2 separate regions of the Gossypium hirsutum genome follow, and region 1 is linked to region 2. Evidence: chromatin contacts called from public Hi-C data. All regions are on one chromosome and are shown on one strand. The core of a region is the stretch at or near the end of the contact, and the rest is flanking DNA. Distances in the headings are between cores, read along the strand shown.

Region 1 (6,032 bases), core at 1,085-3,584, 520 kb after region 2:
CAATCTAGCACCTTAGATTCCACCAAACTTAAGCTTTTGTTGTATAATTATAAATAAAATTATTCGACCCAAAATCTGATCTAAGGTCGTCCCTTATTATATAATAAGATTTTACAAACATCGAAAGAAAGGAGGGATTGACTCTGCTTTTTGGAAGAGAACATTATTCTCTTCTCCATATTGACCTCCATTGATATGTATATCAACAAGTTTCTATTTAAAATTAAACTATTATGTAAATAATATATCAAATAAAATTTCAGTTTACTGAATAATATTTAAGTATCATAATTTAAATTACTTTTTATATTTTTCTTATATTAGATCACATATAATTATAAATAAAACACATTATAAATATTTTATTTTAAAAAATCACTCATGTCATAATTCTTTTTTTAAATATGTCGTTTTTCTTTTTCTTTTTGACATTTAGCTTTTATTGTTTTAATTTGTTCCCAACGCCTTTCTATGCTAGTAGGGTTTTTTTTTTGTTTATATATTATTAACATATTTATTTCAGTTCATTAATATTTCCATAAAAATACTTGATTTTATTTTTTTAATAGCTTATTCGTTAAGAAAAATAAAAGGGAAAAAAGAAAGAAAGAAATGAACCATTAAATTTGAAAAAGAAAAGTTAGGAGAGTATCATTGAATGAATATAAAAAAAAATCTCATATATGTAGGTAATCATTCAATGATTTGGGACCCAAATTGTATTCACCTAAAATTATTTTATATTATTATTAGGGTAATTTTTTTGGGAGAAATTTTTAAAGAGTCATCTTCGGGAACATTGACCTGCTCCCTTAATATGAAATATATTATCTCTTGGAGAGGGTCTGGCCTCTTTTTCCACCCCCTACACGCAAAGAGCTGTGATTGGGATAGGGGATCGAATCCCACTAAGGGCAAGACGCACACGTCGCTTCTTTGTGGGTGACCGTAAGTCCACCTCAGTGAGCCGTACACAATTCTCAATAGAAGCAGGCATGGTGTCTTCAAAGATGACATTTGAAAACTTCTCTCAAAAAAATCAATCCCCTTTTACAATTATTCAAGTTGTTCTTAATTTTTAAATAATTATTTTTGTTTAATAATTATTAATTATATATCTTAAGAATACAATGTAAAGTAAGAATATAATGTAATCAGTTTACTCATAAGATAATAGTAAAATTATTCCTTATAGAAAAGTAAGGGGGACCGTCTCGCCCGGCAACCCCACCCTCATAGATTTGCCCACTACCATTTTGGCCAAGAACTATAAGTGACAGCTATGGTGGATGGTTTCTTGGATCCTGAATTTCCAGCTCTCATCCGTAGAATATAGTTTAATCATATGATCAAACTATCAATTCATGTCATCCCAAGGAGAATAATGGCCATAAACACTTAAGGATCCATAAAAAAATGGAGAAAGAGGAGCTGAAAGACAGTGAGAGTTACCTGTGAGATTACCCCAAGAACTCCAAGCGAAACCTTAGCTGCATCGAGATCTTTGTCTCTCTCATTCAACACCCACACCTTAGCATATCCATCTTCAGCTTTTGCAGGGCTTACAATTCTCATCTCCACAACATAATCATGAACTGAACTCCCTTTCCCCCACAAGGAGCTCCCATGAGCGCCTGTACCTAAAAGGCCACCAATGGTCAATCCCCACCAATACGGTGCGTAAGGCAATGCGAAACCAGCCTTAGCTGCTTCAGTAATCAGTTGCCTCAACGTCACACCGCTCTCCACAGTCATCGTCATTGCCTCCGTGTTGGTTTTCAATACACGGTTAAGGTTCTTGGTGCTAACAAGCAACCCATCTTGGCCGTCGGGACAGACCAACTTGGGAATGCTGTGAGAGAAATGTGTCACCACTTTCATTTTCCTTTTGGATTTAGTTGCCGCCGATACGATCGAAACCAGCTCTTGTTCTGACGTTGGGTAAGCCACGTTCCCCGCTCTGCAAATGGCTCGGTCGGGGAACATGCCGTAAGAGTTTGTGACGGTGCAGTTGGAATCTTTGGTGGAACATTTGACGGGCTCCCCTGGGGGATTGCAACCCACTAAAACAACTAACAGACAGAGGCATTTCCATAGGAGAAGCACATTGAACTTGTTTGAAAACAACATTGGTATAGCTGGCATGGTTGATGGAAACTAATAGACAGAGGCTTTATAATCGATTGATTTTTCCACTCTAAAATATTTCGTATTTACCCGCAAATTCACACTTTGTTTAGCGTAGAAGGGGCTTCTCGCAATAAACTCAAGTATGTTTTCAAAAATGCTTCCAAGTTAAGGACTATTGAAAACGTTACTTAATTGCCTTTTTCTTAATGGCATTTTATGGAGCAACAGTTCTTATTTGAAAAAATAATCATAAACCCTACAAAAATTAATATTTATTTTATTATTTCTTGATATTTTTTTTAAGTTAATGATAAGGTGTGTGTTTCAATGGAATTTGCAGTCCCTGTAATTTGTTGCGTTTCATTTTCTACTTTTTGCCCTCTTTTGTGTCAAGTTACGCACAAGTGAAATTATTTAGATTGTAAAACAAATCCATTGGCTGCACATGCTCCAACCTCATAGCTGGGGATGAAACTAAAAGTAGTATGTAGGACGGCTATTATTATTTTGGAGTAAAAAATCAATTAACATAAATCACATTTGAATAGTCGAAATCAAACACACCAAATAGACCAGTTCATATGATATCTCATTTTCCCATCTATCATCGTACTTAGAAAACAACCAAATAGGGAAAAGGAGTTAATTTGAAGAGATTTCTTTGCTGTATTCACTTGTTTACATGCATCACAAAACAGAGAAACTACTGTCCTTTCCTCTCTTTCTTTGATCGTCATATACATTTTTTAAGGTTAATTTCACCTTACATCTCAAACTCTAAAATATTCTAAATTGAATCAGTAAAGTTTATATAGAATGTATTGAAATCACCCCGTCAAATTTTAAACACGTGTGACACTAGCAGAGGTGAATACCCAAAATATATATATAGAAAATACCCTTTTTAGTACTGACCCAAAAAAACAAAGATATTTCAAAATTTTTATAATTCATTTCTGCCGCTTTAAAAAATTTCTAAATTTAACAACTATTTTAGGGTAATTTACTAAAAAAGCTCATTTCTAAAATTATTTATGGAAATGGGCCAATTTTTTATTATTTATCAGAAAGGTCTGAATTCCCCGAAAATGCGTTCATGTAAGCGCAAAGTCAGGGGACGTGTCGGCAAAATGCTCCCCCAGGGACACGTTTTGCCCCTTTTTTAGGGTTAGAGTTTTTTGTGCTTGATTTAGGGTTTTAGGGTTAGGGTTTTAAGAGTTAGGGTTTTATTGTGTTTAAGGTTTTAGGGTTAATTAAATTAGGGTTTAGGGTTAATTAATTAAATTAACTATTAATTTAAAAAATTAATTAAATTAGGGTTTAGGGTTTTTAGGATTAATTAATTAAATTAGGATGCACTATCAGCAAAATTACTAAAAAAAACTCCCACGTTGACGCTCTTTTGCTACAGTAGTATCTGAAAAAATAATTTTGAGAAGACATTTCTAAACAAATAGTGTCCAAAATGCTTCAAGCATGATGCACTGTAAGCAAAATTATTGAAAAAAGTTCCCACATGGACGCTCTTTTGCTAGAATAGTATCTGAAAAAATAATTTTGAGAAGAAGTTTCTGAACAAATAGTATCCAAAACACTTCAAGCAGGATGCACTATCAACAAAATTACTGAAAAAAACTCCCACGTGGATGCTTTTTTGCTACAGTAGTATCTGAAAAAGTAATTTTGAGAAGACGTTTTTGAACAAATATTGTCCAAAAAGCTTCAAGCAGGATGCACTGTCAGTAAAATTACGTAAAAAGCTCCCACGTGGATCCACTTCAAAAGCCCGGCCTCGATAGTGCAGAAGTTGCATTATTTTCTGAACCAGAGCCTGTTCCAACCATACCTGAAGATGTTGAAGGGGGTTCAGATGAAGAAGAAGATCCGCGATTCAAGGCGTACTCTCCTCCATCCCTAATGCATAATGTCGATCTATCTCAAGATAATGCGTTGGAATTTCTAGATCTACCACACAGAATGCATGACAGTACAAGTTCGTTATTGGATTCGGTTGAATTTGAAGTTGGTAGGGAGTTTTCCAATAAGGATAGTTTTCTTGGTGCATTGAAACAACATAGCATCATGGACGGGGTTAACTACAATGTGGTTAAATCCAAATCCGATAAGTTTGAGGCCAAGTGTACAGTGCAAGACAGTACATGTTCATGGAAAATCATGGCCTCGTTGAGCAAAAGGACAAGCTTGTGGGAGATAAAAAAGTACTAATGTCCACATACATGTGTCGGCAGTACAGTATCACTAGGTGTTTAGGGTTTTTGAATAATACTATTATTACATAATGTTGCATTATTTAACGTACTTCGTTGACAGGTGTTTCACAAGATCATCCCAAGATGGATTCAGATATGTTAGCTAGCTTAATACTACCGACGGTGAAGGGGGATCTCAAGACTTTAGTGCCGGTCTTAATTGCCAATATTCGTAGCCAATTGAGGTACACGCCCTCTTATCGCAAGGTTTGGATAGCTAAGCAGAAAGGCGTTGGAAAAAATGTATGATAAGTGGGATGCTTCATATAATGAAGTGTGGCAGTGGTGTCAGGTGCTGGAGAGATATGTCTCAGGTTGCATAACAGCCTTGAAACGACACCTGCGTACTGCAACGACCGATTGCTCTGTGGATGCCAAGTGTTCAAGCGTCTATTCTAAAACTTTAAGCAATGCCGGGATGCATTTCTATATTGCAAGCCATTGGTGCAAATTGACGGTACCTTTATGTATGGTAGATATACCCATCGGCTATTGTTAGTTATGGTACAGGATGGCAATAGGAGAATCCTTCCAATCGCATTTGCAATAACACCGGGGGAGTCAGCTGATGATTGGGATTTCTTTCTTTTTAGGTTAAGGAGGCATGTCTAGCCCCAACCTAATATCTGCGTTATATCAGATCGGGGCACTGGAATACTAGCCGCAATTGAGCGACAGGGAAGCTAATGGCATTGCACACACCATCGGTATTGCCTAATGCACGTTGCGTCTAACTACTATAGGTAATATCGATCTACAACTGAACGACGGCAAGTGGTCAACATGGGTATTTAATCTCTATTAATATAATTTCATTTGTAATATTCAATTTATTATGAATGGAAGAGTGGTATGTAATTTTTGTTATCAACTTATATTGGCAGGGTATGTGATAAGTAAGGACCGTTTTCATGAGATGTTAGCGGTTTTACGTTCAGTTAACGAAGAATACGTAGATTACCTCTGTAACATACCTTTCGAACAGTGGACACAAGCATACAACGGTGGCCTATGATATGGTCATATGACCTCAAACCTGGCTAAATGTATAAATTCTGTTCTAAAAGGAACGCGTCATTTGCCAATAACATCGGTTATGCAAGAGACATATTTTCATTTAACGACACTATTTTCAAAGCGCGTTGTGAGTTATAAAGGCCAAATGCAGGGAGGTCATGTATGGTGCGCGAAGGTATTGCAATAAATTAACATAGCGAAGGCACGGGCCAACACCATGCACACAGTATGTCATGATCATGACAACCTATGGTTTCGTGTAACGGAGTTTGACAGACCAAACCAAGGTATTATTAGCGGGCAATATCGTGTGCAATTGAGAAATAGGACTTGCGACCAGGGGACGTTTGACGAACTACGTTATCCATGCGCTCATGTAATTATAGCTTGTCAGAATCTCCATCTGGATCTCATAAGCTATGTCGATGAAGTGTACAAAATAGAATATATGTACAACGTGTGGAGACACGTATTCCCACCAGTCCCAGATGAACGTAAGTGACCGTCTGTATCGCTTGCTCCGTTTAAGCTATTACTAGATAGAGAATTGCGTCGCAAACCAAAGGGTCGACCTTCCTCGAATAGAATACGTAATAATATGGATATCCAAGAAGC
Region 2 (6,160 bases), core at 1,551-4,050:
GACCTAAAATCCATAATGGGTCTTTGCTTGGGCCTCAACCGTTTTTGCATGAAATTATGGACATATGCATGATATCTAAACGCTTCCATTACGAGCCAAGATTTTAGTCAACGTTGAGTTGTTGAGGGCGTTAACATCATTGCCAACATTTGTATCTTTACTCCATTTTCACACACATATAAATCCCTGCATGTTTACTGGTAAAACCCTTCTTTGCATCTCTAAAGCATGTAGTAGTACCAATGAGGTCCTGAATACAATGACAAACGTTGAGGTTTTGGGTTTTTTAGTATCAAATTTTAAGTCTCAATGTGCACAATTATCATGTGTGGGTCTTTAATCTCACCATGTGTTGTTGTCATATGTAGATTTTAGTTTGGCAAGCCAGTTTTAGTCTAAATTATTCTGATTTTTAGTTAATTTGTGTTCAATATTAATTTGATTTTGTATTGTAGTTGCTCAATCGTATATTTGTGATTGTATTTATACTTATAAGCTCTAAAAAAAAAATAAAGTAACGCAATAATCTACATCCCTTACTCAATAAAGTTTTTAATTAGTCTAATCGCGAATTTCATCCTTATATTTTACGAAAACTTAAAAATAAGTATTTCAACAAAAAACTTTCAAAATTTAATCTTTATACTTTATCAAATTTGAGGAGTAAAATCATGTTGTTAGTAAGTAGGTGAACTTAAACCCTTGAGTTTTTCATTAATAATTTTGCATATCAATTATTAAACTCTTAATTTTTGTTAATTATAGGTGTTGAGGGGAAATCAACTCTTCAAATAAGTTTTGTCTTCAAAGTGTCATTTTTGGACAATCAATCTGGACCTCAATAATCAAATGTATTGTCCCTATATCGAAGTTTTATCTTTAGCATCTATAAAGAGTTAATATAGTTCATAAAAAGAAAACATCTCAATTAGTGAAGATAAGTATTTATAAAACTCAAAATAAATATTAGTATTGAGCGTGTAAATAATTATATGTTATATATAAAGTGAAGGTAGGTACCTCTATAAATTTTGGTTGACATAAAGTAAACTAGACTTCCGAGATAATTCAATATGGTTTTTAACTCAACAAGATGTACATCAACATCCGAGAAAAACAGGACCAAACACCAAGAACTGAATCGCTCAGCAAACATAAACAAGTTCAATAACTTTTCTTGATTTGATCACCAAAATCAAAGCTTCGGGGACTTAAAACAAAAGTCAGAACATTTAGAACCCCCAGCAAATGTGTCTATACCTGTGCATGCAAATTGCAAACTGCAAATGCAACAGTAGACATGTGAAGTGTAAAAAGCATTCCACTTTCCAGTTCAGACAAGATTAGGGATGTGGGACCAGGAACCGTCGGATCAACATCAGGCGGTGGGACTATATCTGCATGGTAGGTGTTCATTGTTCACGTGTCTCGTCGTATTTGCCGCTGCATGGTCATGGTGTATTTAATTAACCGGTAGCTACCCTTTCCATGTCTGCCTTTTACCTCCCTTGCTTTCACAAAACTTGGTTCTTAAAAGTACAAAACTCTTTACCATGTCTATCTGTTCAGAACTATTTAACAGGCTTTTCCATCCACTTTTATATTAAAAGATTGGTAAAAGTGCTATAGAATTCCTCTATTAGTTGTTTAGATTACAATTTGTGTTCCTGTATTTAAAAAACGGTAGATTAAAAAGTAATTTGGTCAATTCTATTGAAATTTCAATCTATTTCTGTTGTTAACAATTGACATGGCTGACGGAATATAACCAAACAATTACAAGTGGCATGCTTAGTGTACCTCATTCTAATGTATAGGGATCAAATTTTAAAATTATAAATAGATGAAATTTTTAACAGAAGGATCCGTTTGCTTTTTAATTTAACGTATAGGAGCTAATTTGCTCTTTTTTTAGTAAAAGGAAAAAAATATAATCTGACTTATAGTATAAGGGCCTCCATTGCACTTTTACCTATTTTGTTTGATCAAAGCTAGATACTTTTTAAGTAAAGTATTGAATTTAAGTTTTAGGAATGAAGAAAATAGCAGTGGAACAAATTTGGTCCCCAAATCTAATTTGATTTAACTTTGAATTCAAAGGTTTTATGTAACTATGGGACATTGAAGGTGTCGTATAAAAGAAAGGTTAAATTTTGCTATCACTCACTTTATTTTATAAAAAATTGTAGATTTAGTTCTTATACTTTTTAAATTAGTCAATTTTAGTCCTTATATTTTTAAAATTTTGAAATTTTAGTCATCACCCAAATAATAAGAATTAAATTTATTTGGTTAAATTCAATTACTAGTCTAGCACTATGCGTACAATTGTAGATTAGTCTATATTCTCCAATTGTACAATTCTAAGTCTCTATACTTTTCGAAATTTACAATTTCAATCTTGATACAAATGATGGTCATTAATCCATTAACTGGATTTTTAGTGAATAATGAGGAAATAACAAGTTGACATGGTATTACACATATGATAATATATTTGCCACATCAAATTTTAAAAATAATAGAATATAACATAATGGATTTAATAGTTATTCTTTTGGTGAGGACTGAAACTTTAAAATTTAAAAAGTAAAAGGACTAAATTCACAATTTTTGTTAAGTTCAGAGACTAATAACATAATTTAGCCTAAAGAACAGATGTTTAATGGGACCTTATGTGTATATATTACAAAAAAGGATTTTTTTTTCAAATATATTTTTTTAATGGTACTCTTGAAACTGTCTTTCTGCAATGACAGCTTATTAGTAGGGTAGAAAGCACCCATAAAAGCTTCAGATTTGAGACAAAAAAAGAAACCTTGCCATGTGCCCATGTGACTGTACTGTGGGGGACAAGAAGTGAATATATATGTATATATATGTACACTCTAATTTAAGTTGAATTTTAATGCATTTTTATAATTAATAAGAGCTGTTATTTTCATTTTCTCATATATAATACATATTTTAACGTAAGATTTTGGATGAGAGAGAACGATGGCTGGGTTGTTTCGATCCAAATCTTGTGGACTGCTCGGACTCAGTGAGTTAAACCATGCTGCTCCGAGTCCATTCTTTCACCAAACCAAGACGAATGACGATCATGAAGAAGAAGAAGATTTTGCAGAAGATGGGATGAACCCTATTGCTACGACGCCATTGATAAGCTCGAAATCGAAATTTGGTTGTAGTCATGGAGGACGACGAGACAACAACCAATTCCCGTTTGTGGATATATTAGCAGCGTTGTTAAGGAAGTCATTAGTCACTTGCAGTGTGGACACCAACGACATATCTTCCATGGATATTAGCTTACCAACTGATGTCAAGCATGTCTCTCATGTTACTTTCGACTGCTTTAATGGCTTCCTCGGCTTACCTACTGAACTCCAACCTGATGTTCCCTCAAAGGTTCCTAGTGCCAGGTTTGTTTCTTCAAAGCCTTGGATCCATGAAAGTTCTGGTTATGGATTCTAAGAACTCAATTGATCTGTTTCTGTTTATTGCATGTTTACAGTGCAAGTGTTTTTGGGGTTTCTCCTAAGTCAATGCAGTGTTCTTATGATGATAAAGGGAATAGTTTGCCAACAATTCTTCTTATGATGCAGAGTTGTTTTTATGATGAAGGAGGTCTTAAGGTAAGAGTCTTAGCCTATGTTGGTTTAATGACTAAATTATGTTTTAATTGTGTTTCATTTGAAGGCAGAAGGAATATTTCGGATTAATGCCGAAAATAGTCAAGAAGAGTATGTTCGAGACAAGTTAAACAAAGGTATCTTACCGCACGGAATCGATGTCCATTGTTTAGCTGGTTTGATAAAGGTATAGATATATATAAGCATGTCTGGTTTTAAACCTTGGTGATGATTGAATTTGTGCCTTGCGATTCACGGCATATCTGGTTTCGAATTAATGTTTCGTAGGCATGGTTTAGAGAACTTCCTAGTGGAGTGCTCGATTGCCTTACACCGGAGCAGGTGATGCATTGCAACACGGAAGACGATTGCGTTGAGCTTGTGAAGTTGCTTCCTTCAACAGAAGCTGCTTTACTTGATTGGGCTATCAATTTGATGGCAGATGTTGTGGAGTATGAACAATACAACAAAATGAATGCACGCAACATCGCGATGGTTTTCGCACCGAATATGACTCAGGTACTTTTCTTTGTTGCATTTAGGGGTCTTGCTAGTTCAACTGCACCGGGGCGAGTGGCCTGGTGAAGTGAGTTCACCTTGTGTGTTTCACAGCTGCCCTGTTTCGGACAGTAATGGACGGCCTAAACATGTGGACATTGGAGTAAACATTACTGTCCCTTGGGGTAGTATAGTATTGTTGGCCTCTCATCTCGGCAGAGTGGCAGAGTGGAAGGCTAGGACCGGAGAGAATCCGCCATAACTGATTTCTCCTTATTCTGTTCTGAAACACTTAGTTTTAGGAAAAAAAACTGAATGGAGGAATATATCTACCTAATGCAGATGGCCGATCCCTTGACAGCATTGATTCACGCCGTGCAAGTGATGAACTTCCTCAAAACATTGATCTTAAAGACAATTCGAGAAAGGGATGAGTCCGCTACCAAGGACAGGTTGCTTCCATCTTGCTCAGATTGTCCTACAGGCATAACCGATACATGTGCATCTAAGGAACCTGCCACTGCTAAGTTCTTGAGGGTTGACACATTGAGTAGACTCGAAAGTGACCCCGAAGAGAAACAATGGAGCAGTCAGGATAGTAACAGAGAAGAGGAAGTTGAGTCCATTTCAGGCAACAATATACTAAATGAATGGGAAATGGGAAATGTTGAAACTGAATGTAGAAGTGGATATGATAACGGTGACCGGCTAAGTTTAAGAAAAGGTGTAAGGCGATTATGCAGGCACCCGATATTCCAGTTGAGTAAGCCGACGAAGAAGACACGGAATCTCGGGATTGTAAATACTAGAGGAAGAGGTGGAGAAGCTTGGGTATGATAAACATCAATGGTGATTGTTGTTTGTGTAATATGCATTATAATGGTATACTCCTTGTACTAGCGTATGATGTGCAGTATTGAAGAAGTAATGAACTGAATCTTAATCTGCAATTTTAGGTAGCATAACTGAAAATAGTTTCATAAATGTAGACGATATATTTATAATACGAGTAATTTATAAGAGTTGAGTATATATAGGTCTCAGACATGGCTCTTGATGGAAGAGCTATATCCACTTTGATCATCATAATACTTGGACCAAAGCATAACTCCGCCGTACTTGGAGGAATTCTTTATGGCAGGGAGGACCTTGGATGTGAGATCGTTTACGGGGATGAAACCGCTGCCTGCTGCATCAGGAGCTGCCGGTAAGCCAAGGAATATCTTGGTTGCCGGGATATCCGAAGTCCATTGTTTCCATGCATCTTCAAGGTTGGCAATATCGGCCGACGAGTATTGGCAAGGAGGGTTGTTATAGAATTGGACCCAAACATAATCAAAAAGACCCGTTTTCAATGCATTTCCAACCCAAGCATCAGGGAATGGGCATTGAGGAGCTGCGGTTAAGTACACTCTCTTGCCTTTCTTGCTATATCCCGAAAGGTATTTCGCGAGATCGTCCCAATGTTCCCCTGTTCCTCCCTCGATATCAAAGTCGATCCCGTCAAAAACAGCAGGTCCAAGCGGTCGAGACGACGACGTTCCCCCCAAGAAATTGTTCCAAAGATACATCGCGACTTGCCTAGCGTCATCAGACGAAGAAAGGGAGTAACTACCAGCACCTCCTCCTATCGAAAGAATCACTTTGACACCTTTAGCTTGACACGATTTAATGTCGGAGCTTAACCCAGTACAACCATTGCTATAAGGATCACAATGACCGGCAAGGTTTATCATCGGAGTTTGGCCATTACCAAATGTTGCCAAGAAGGCTATATTCACATATTCATAATTCCCCGTCGCGCAAGTCTCCGCTAAGGTGCCTTCATTACCATTTTGGCCCCAGTAGATGGAAATCCCGCCACCATATGAACCAGTTGCTAACACCAAACCCTTCAACAGCAGATGAACGAAACTGATATATTCAGCTTGAATGCCATGTTCTTAGGTTACTTTATTACACGACCGAGTTGTTTGTGTGTTGAAACCATGGAGGTGAAGCTCCATATTTATAGCAAAAAAAAGGTG

The links. A called contact is a pair of places that touch in the nucleus more often than the background predicts.
Region 1: a Hi-C map of leaf shows a contact between it and region 2, with 4 times the contacts expected there. The contact joins the promoter of LOC107923325 here to the promoter of LOC107948144 in region 2. A contact is called at or near these places in 6 of 34 Hi-C or Micro-C datasets (callus and leaf).

The regions. Positions count from the first base shown.
Region 1 is chrA12:82,654,636-82,660,667 of Gossypium_hirsutum_v2.1, forward strand. It overlaps LOC107923325 (probable L-gulonolactone oxidase 6), which reads right to left and starts at 2,335. Exons shown (of 4, transcript XM_016853532.2): 1 at 1,453-2,335. The coding sequence starts at 2,145.
Region 2 is chrA12:82,137,038-82,143,197 of Gossypium_hirsutum_v2.1, forward strand. LOC107948144 (rho GTPase-activating protein 5) reads left to right here and starts at 2,801. Exons shown (of 5, transcript XM_016882615.2): 1 at 2,801-3,425; 2 at 3,518-3,638; 3 at 3,703-3,822; 4 at 3,924-4,154; 5 at 4,476-5,163. The coding sequence starts at 2,998. The coding sequence ends at 4,970. It also overlaps the pseudogene LOC107948145.